Linked DNA regions of Dromaius novaehollandiae: region 1 is linked to region 2. A link is a contact called in public Hi-C data. All regions are on one chromosome and are shown on one strand. The core of a region is the stretch at or near the end of the contact, and the rest is flanking DNA. Distances in the headings are between cores, read along the strand shown.

What was found. A called contact is a pair of places that touch in the nucleus more often than the background predicts.
Region 1: a Hi-C map of brain shows a contact between it and region 2, with 5 times the contacts expected there. The contact joins the promoter of RGSL1 here to the enhancer-like site in region 2. A contact is called at or near these places in 2 of 4 Hi-C or Micro-C datasets (brain and ovary).

Annotation. Positions count from the first base shown.
Region 1 is chr8:11,251,864-11,255,720 of bDroNov1.hap1, reverse strand. RGSL1 (regulator of G protein signaling like 1) reads right to left here and starts at 2,258. Exons shown (of 23, transcript XM_064516399.1): 1 at 2,166-2,258; 2 at 411-483. The coding sequence starts at 2,258.
Region 2 is chr8:10,980,672-10,984,903 of bDroNov1.hap1, reverse strand. The region is part of intron 2 of CACNA1E (calcium voltage-gated channel subunit alpha1 E); the gene reads right to left. Among named protein-coding and RNA genes, the nearest start is that of CACNA1E, 49 kb to the right of the region's middle. Within about 2 kb of position 2,068, at least 1 of the 2 cell types and tissues checked has open chromatin away from gene starts, as enhancers often do.

The DNA.
Region 1 (3,857 bases), core at 1,009-3,508, 270 kb before region 2:
TTTCCAGGGCGGATAATCCTGCCTCATCCCCCTGAGTGAGAAATGAGGAGCAGCCTCTGGTTTTACAGTCATCCCAGGGTGGACAGTGGTGTAGACAACAGTGCGTCTCGTGGATTCATCACGGGGCTGATGTCAGGAGCCCTGAGCCATGGCCCCGGGCTCCTGGCGCTGACTTGCTCTGTGACCCTGAGTGAGCTCATTTCTCTGCACATCGTTCTGCTACACTGTCCAAGGTGGACAGTCGTGTTGCCATACCAGGCTGGGAGGGATAGGACAGACTCAGGGATGCATGTTAGAGCTCACGCCTGTCCTGCCGCTGCAAACGCGTGTGCTCTGGTGAGGTCAGGGTCCCATCACACAGAAAGGTACCAGCTGCGCTGCAGCAATTCAAGCTGTTAAAACCTCCTTACGGAGTGGTGTGTACATCCACTTCGTGCCCAAAAGGACAGCAAGGCTTTTTAGCTTCTCCTCAGGGATGTTTTCCTTTGGGTGAGCACAGAGTACAGCGGTACCTGGTAAAGCAGTGGGAAAGAGTTATGCGAGACCCTGGCGTGGAGTAGCTGTGAGCATGAGCAACTGAACAAATCTGAATGAGATCCTCAGAAACCGGTGTAGCTCCACTGATCCCAGTCCGGCTCTGGGTTGGCTTTAGGGAGACTGTGCCGATTTCTGCTGGAAGAGTATCCAGGTTGTGCTCTGGAAAAGGTAGATGTGGTTACCATGGAAATGCATGGGGCCATTTCCATAAGATCTCTTCTCAAGCTGAGGCCTCCTGGCAGGACCTAGCCTGGCATGGGCTGGAGCCTCCTGCACTCGCAGCGAGTGCTCAGATTGTCTTCTTGCAGGGTGCTAGCTGTCGGGGCTGTAGTCCAGCCTCGGCGCTCCCTGGCCAGCTCTAGCGCAAGGACAGACCCCCTTTGGAAAGGCCAGCAGCACTTTCCTCTCCCCTCCTTGCAGCACTGCCCCTTTCCCAGCTCCCTGTTTCTGTTCTTTCTGCATTTTTAGCTTTTTTGTTTGCTGTGGCTTATCTCAGCACTGCGTTACGCTGGGCAAAAAGGCAGCTGCTCTCCGGGAAACCTTTCGGCAGAGGCACAAGAGATGGTTTTAGCTTCCACAAAGGAGACGACTATTTTAAAAAGGAGGCGGGCATGTGAGGCAAAGACCAGATTTAGCAGGTGGCTCAGAGAGGAGCTCAGAGTGGCCAGACTCTTTGTACAAACAGATAAGGACAGCATTGCAACACCACGCACGTCAGACGGGCTTCGTTCCCCTTCTGACTGAGCCCAAACTATTTGCCCTGCCCCCCTGTGCTGGAGCAGCCCACCTGCAGCAGCCCTGGGCACCTCTGTCGGGGCACCAGCAGCTGCCTCGTAGCTGACCCTCCTTGCTCCGGCAGGGTTGCGAAAGGGACTCATTCAGTATTCGCATCCTTGCCCAATACAACCTGGCGTGGCTCACCGCAGAGACGAAGTCCAAGGCTGCCCGAACGTGGGGTCAGAGGGGCCTTGGCCGGCCGGGCTGCGGTGCCTGGCCGAGGGGCAGCCGGCAGTGGGGCTGCCTGTCCCCTGAGCTCATGCCTGCCGTCACGTCCCACTGGTGCTCGTGCAGGGCTCGGGGAAAGCCAGGAGCCGCCTGCTCCCCTTTTCCCTCTCCTCTGCGGGATGTGCTCCCTGGTGGTACTCAGGCTGGGCTGTCCCCCATCCCTCCTGTGCCGGCCCTGGCCCGTTTCATCCATCCTCTGCAATGGCCAGGCTGTAAAACCTCGCGTTTGTTTGGTACAAGGATCGTGTATACAGAGTGAGCCTGGTTTTATTCCCATGCACCCCCAGGGAGTTCTCATACAAGTAATTTAAGTCACCTCAAAGTCTGCAACGAGTAATGTGACAGCATGTGTGTTGTCAAAAATGGGTGGGATCCTTTCAGTGCCCATAACACCTCAAACTGTAATTGTGTGAGGTCTTAGGTATGGTAGTTCAGTTTTAACGATCGATTTCTTTCTTGAATATGTTACGATTTTTTTAAGTAATTTTAATGCTTGGTCTGCTGGGCATGTAAGACTTGTTTGGCTCAGCGAGGACACCTCTGGGACTTCCTTACCCCACGTTAGTTAGAAGTATTTGTGATCCTATTCCCGTGTTTCTGTAGTTTCCTCGCCTGGCATTTACCGTGAAGGCTGGGATCTGATCCTTCACATCCGACAGTCCCTGCACAAGCTCTGCATTGGCTTGTTTCTTCTCCAGTAAACTGAAGTCGCTCATGTAACCGCATGTGTGTGGCTGGGTCTGACTTCACAAGTCTGGGTTAAGCGTGTGTGGTGGCAGGGTGGGGGCCTTACTCAGCCACGGACAAGGTACATAGCAATTACCTGTGTTAATTTATAAGGCCAGATCCTGATCCTACCACTAAGCCCATTCAGGCAGAGCGCTGAGGATTTCTGCACCCTTACTTACTAAGCTGTGAAGTGTATTTAGGTTGAAGTTAATCTGCCAGCCACAGTTAATAAGGCCCTGACCTAACTGTGAACACATTTAGCAGCATGAATAATACTAATAAGAAAGAAGAAAAAAATTGCCAATGCAGAGTGTGACCAATTGCCAACTGCAAGGGAAAGACATGCGCTTAGCAGTCCCTGGAATATTCTCCACCCTTGTACAGAGCAAACAGAGCCAAGCAATTTCTAGGTCTCAAATCCCTGATCTCGCCTGCCACTAACGTTCTCATCTTCCAGCTTCCCCTGGACGCTTCTGAAGGAGAGCATGTGCTGCTCCTCAGCACTGTCCCCTGCTTACTGAGGACGCTGTGCTCCTGCAAAAGGTCTACACGCATGCCAGGCAGAGCCTGCAAAAGGTAGGTTTGGGCTGTGGGGTTGCTCTGGGACGGGCCCTGAGCTGGCTGCTGCACTGCCCCCTCTGCAAAGAGCTCCTGGCCACGGGATGGGTGCAGGGAGATGAGGAGGCCCCGTGCATGGGAAGGGACCAGCATGGCCATGCGGCAAGGCCACATCTCGCACGAGGGTGCAGAGCAAGGTGTGCAGGGGCCCCGTGGTCCCTCTCTGTCCCAGGCACTGGCAGGCAGCTGGGCACAGTGACGGCCACCAGCGTGCCAGCAAGCACACAATGTATATGGGGCCGCCATTGGGGTAAGAAAGGGGTGGAAAGAGAGGTTTCTGCACCAGGCCTTCCTGGCTGCTGGGGTCTTGCATTTCCAAGGCCCATCTTCCCCTAAACGCCTCATTTACCCTTATTGAAGAAGGCCCTTCCTTCAGCATGTGCGTCTGCACATTTTTATTCATTAATTTGCTTTCCCAAATTGCCCTTCTTTGCAGCTCAGGTAATCGTCAGCCTGCTCTGCCTTTGAAAGCCCTCTGGTGACCAGCCTGCGGCTACCCTTGACCCTGGCAGCATCTTCAAAGGGAGCATGGGCCTGCTGCGGAGCCTGCAATGTTTGCTCGCTTATCGGGCGAGCGGGTATCACCTCCCTGCCTTGGGGGGTTTCATCAGGCTCCGGCAGCCCTCGGCCACTGCTGCTCGCGCAAGGTCAGTCCTCACGGCACAGATGTTTCCTCTGCCGGGCGGCGAGCTCCCTATCCTTGGCCTCGTTTGGTGACTCTGGCGTCTGGTTGTTAACGGGGCAACTTGTTAATTAAGCACTTCGCTCTTCTTGCTGGGGCATTAGGCTAATTTCCCAAATCTCGCCGGCCGTGGCTATAGGGGGCCATGTCTCCAGTTCCTCCAGCCCCGTCAGCCCCTTGGCTGTGCCCAAACCCAGCTCCTGGCAGCAGTAGGCACGCTGAGCTGGCCGTGCGCAGACACACGCAAGGGGGGACCGCAGGCTGCACTGCCTGGCCGCGGTGGGGA
Region 2 (4,232 bases), core at 819-3,318:
CCCACGTGCCCCACGGTGCCAGGCCACAGGCGATGAAGGGCAACGCTCCCGCCTGGCCCGCCTCAACCGCAGCAGCTTGCCTGCAAGCACAGCAGCTGCTGCTCAGCCCTGGGCCCCACAGCCGCTGGGCAGCGGCCCCCAACACATAAGGCTACTCAAGAAACCAAGCCCTTAACCATGTAAATAGTAACCCATCTGGGCAAGAGCCATTTCCCCATGCAGTCTGACTGTACTCTAAGCAGCAGGCTGGGCTCGCTTCTTAGCTTTCTGGACATTGCTTGGAGCCCTCGGACCAGCTGGGTAAGGAGCATGAAGGATCAGGCTCTTTTCAGGAGGATAACAGAGGGGTAGGTGTAGAAAGGTGGTGGGATGATTCCCTCCAAACTCAGCCAGACACCAAGAGCCCACCAGCTCTGAGATGCCTGTCTGCAGGGTCGCTCGTCACCTTTGCTCCTTTGCAAAGCCCTATAGCAGATAAGGCTATAACCAGGGGGCTCAATAAATCCCATCAGCTACACCAGCACGAGCCATGAAGCAGATCCCTGCGTGGTGGAGATCGGGGGACCCAGGTCCAAAAACACAAACTTTGAACACCATTCGGGTCAGTGGGGCTTCTCAGCAAGCACAGCCACCGCGCTGCACGGCCGCAGCTCCGAGCACCCACGCAGCTGGACAGACCGCCACCGAGGCGGGACGGGGCCCACAGCACGCTCCAGCCTCGTTTGGGGCTTTCGTTCTGCTAACGATGGGTGGTGGAGAGGATGTGCCAGCCACCAGGTAATTACAGCCCCATGGATTCATCCCAGGAAGGATGCTGCCCTGCACGACTCAATTACGATTTGCAGAGCCTTCCCCTTGCCTCCTCTTCCCCAGCAGCCCCACATTCCTACCTTTCCACCCACTAAGCCCCTGGTAATTAAGCCTGGAGCCTGGCAGGTCTCCAGGCATGATTCCTCAGCCCAGCAAAGCTCCCAGCTCAGCCCCGGCTCTGGAAATTTGCCGCAGCCCTCCAAGCCTTTTCCAAGTCCCACCAGGGCTGCACTGTTCACCTGCACCCATGGCCAAACATCTGCCCCAGCATCACCGCTCAGGCTCTGGCCACCATCCTTGCCGCCCAGCTTGGGGCACCGTGGCAGGCTCCCACTGCGGGAGAGGCGCAAGGGGCCGAGGTCGGGCAAGGAAGACACAGCCTTTCTCCTCCCTGCTCGAAACGAGGATGTGCATCTTACCTGGATGCCTCCACTTCTGGGCCGGCGGGGTATTCCCCGCTCCCAGCAGAGGTTTGCTCTCTTTTCTGGTTTATATTCACTGCTGCAAGCACAGCACAGGCTGACCCGGCTGAGAGCATCTCCCCGGCTCAGCCAGTGTTAAAGGATGGGATATTTATGAGAGTGCGGCTCCGTGAGAGAAGATTGAAAGCAGAAAAGGCCCAGCTATGCCAAGAGATGCAGGCTCTATTTCCCAGGATGTTTATTGCCATGCTCATCCTGACCCTCACCCCAGCACACCGGGATTAGTGAGTCAGGGAGAAGCGTGGCTGATGCTTACATGATTCAACACGGCAAAGAAATTCAGCGCCAGCTATGTTTTCTTGTGAACAAAGGAAATCCAAGACAACAGGGCAGTTGGGGGTGTTGGGACAGGAAGGAGCTTGGATGGATCTGTCTTTTACAGCGGAGGGCTAATTCCTCATCTCCTGCTGGGCTGGAGCAGTGCAATACAGGAATGCAGGTCCCCCCCCTTGCTTTTTCTCCCCAGCCATGCCAATACCCCATACAGTGAGGCCACCCCACACCCCTGGCAGCAATATAAACAGGCTACCACTTCCCAGAGCAGGGCCTGGCCCCAGAGTTGTCACCAGCAGCTGCAACACCAGGGCGCTTCAAGCATCACCGCAGCCTTTCCAGCAACGCAGCCAGAGAAACCGGCGTCAGGGAGATGAGATTTGCTCCAAGCCCCAGCAGACCACAAAGCCGCACGCGTCCCGCCACGTTAAACCCTCCGCGCTCTTCGCAGCCCCGGGGCTTTCCTGCATCCTCACAGCTGCACGGGGCAAGGGGCGGTCCTTGCCACCTCCCCCTAACTCCGCACGGGCTGGCACGCCTCTGAACGCGCCTCTCACCGTGCCGGGGCTGCCATCTAGCGGCCGGATGCGTTTCACTGCAGTCCGAAGGGCCGCGCGCTACCAGCGCAGCGCAGGGGTCTCCGCCCCACGCCAGCCCCACATCGGCGCATTTGGCTGGGGCCAAAAGCATGCAGTGCTTTCCTGCTGCTGCAGACAGCCAACCCTCAGTCACAGAAACTTGCTTTCCCTAGCTGGAATCAGGGTAATTTCATCCAAACTCCCTGCCTGCCCTTCCCATAGGCTTTGAGCTGTTTTGAAAGAGGCTCGATGGACCCAAGTCACACAAAGCCACCATGTAGCTACTGCAGTCCTTTGTGCATCTATTGCAGTCCTTTGCCTGGCTTTTTTCTTGCATGCAGGAAGCCCATCACACAAGGCAGTCACCCTGCTGCTGCACCCAGCTGACAGGGCCCCTAAACCACCTCAACTCTCCCACTTGCTTGCTGGGTACAACCTCAGTGGGGACCAAAGGGGAGAAACAGCCTGAGAAGCTCCCCAAAGGATGGGTGCTATCATTAGCACAGGTCATTAGGTGCATCCTCTGCTCAGCCCTAGTTTGCTCAGCAGGTTTAGAGGCTAAAGGCTGCAGCGTGACCCCTCCTCAGTCTCACGCAGGGGACAGAGTGCTAACACAGCCCACACAGACACGTTTTGGAGCCCAGAGGGCCTGGGGAGCTGGGGCAGGCTCTGCTTTGGTGAGTGATGATATGCCTAGCCTCACCGATGGGCTGCACTCATATTAGAAAGTGGCTTTTGGCATCCTGCCTTTTTTTTTTTTTTTTTTTTTTAAATAATGCTTTAGCTATATTGGAAAAAATAGGATCAAACAAGAATCATCTACAGTGCTCTGGCCAAATTTCAAAAGGGGACTGGGTAACTCTGACTCAGAAGCATGTTTATAACTGTGCAGGAAGAGAAGTTTTTTCCAGGAACAAATTTATTACCTGCAGGATTAGGGAAGAAAAAAAAAACCCACATTCCCCACTTACAAAGGGGAAGAGGCAAGCCTGCCAGGTCAGCTGCCTCCACAGCTGGGAGGCAGGTGTCCAGGGCCCCTGATTCGACGTGGCTCGTGGGTGGCCAGTGAAGCTGGGACACTGGTGGAGCAGGTCTGAGCAGCTCGAGGACAGTATCTCCAGAGGAGGGTACTGCTCTCGGCAGCGGGGCTGGACCCTCATCCTCCTCCTGGCACCGCATGGGGCGGTTTTGCCAGCACAGCTGCAGCCAAGCGGAGGCCGCGGCTTCTTCCGCACCCAAAGCTGACACAGCTATTGGGACAAACCTGCAGAAGGGACAAGCCAGAGAAGCCTTTTCTGGACACATCCTCAGCTGAAGCAAACCCAAAAGCATCCCTGGCCTGTGGACACAGGGCCCTGCTCTCTGTCTCTGCTCCGAGGCGGCACAACGCACTCGCCACCACCAAAACCATGCCGACCCCATCTCCTCCCTGGAGGATTAGCGCTGCCCAGTCCAGCCCAGGACAAGTATTTCCTTTCTGCCGTCAGTTCACCAGCACTTTTTTCGGGATCGGTACTTCCCCCGCCCCGCTCACCCCCAGGACTGCCCACCGCGTTCAGGACTTGCCTTTCTCAGTGCTAACGACTGAGACGCAGCATCTTCTTGGATAAGGTCCCGGACACGTCACCCAGGCAAGCCTGAGGAGCTGACCTCTCAAGGCCAGCAGCATCGTGTACGCACAGAGAAATTAGGCAGCTGAAAGACTAGAGAAAGCCAGTAAATTGCATACCAAACTAAAATTTGGATGCATAATTTATAGCAAGTGCCACCACCCCAAACTCCTTCAGGTCATCCACATGAAACAGCTGTGCCAGTGGCACAAAGCAGCAGCAGAAGGAAAGCTTTAAACCACTTTTAATTTAAAGTGTAATTTGCTGCATAATGGCATAAAACGCACCAGTAGTCCTGAATGCTGCTGCTTTTAGTCACAGAGACCCAGGAGCCCAACATCCGATCTCAGCATCTTTAAAGTCAATGGGATAAAAATCCTGTAAAGACATCTTTCCTGGGATGGAAGAACAACACTTGGGAAGCAGGTTTTAGTTGTCCACTCTCCAAGAGGGGATGAGAAAGGGGCACCACCACAGCC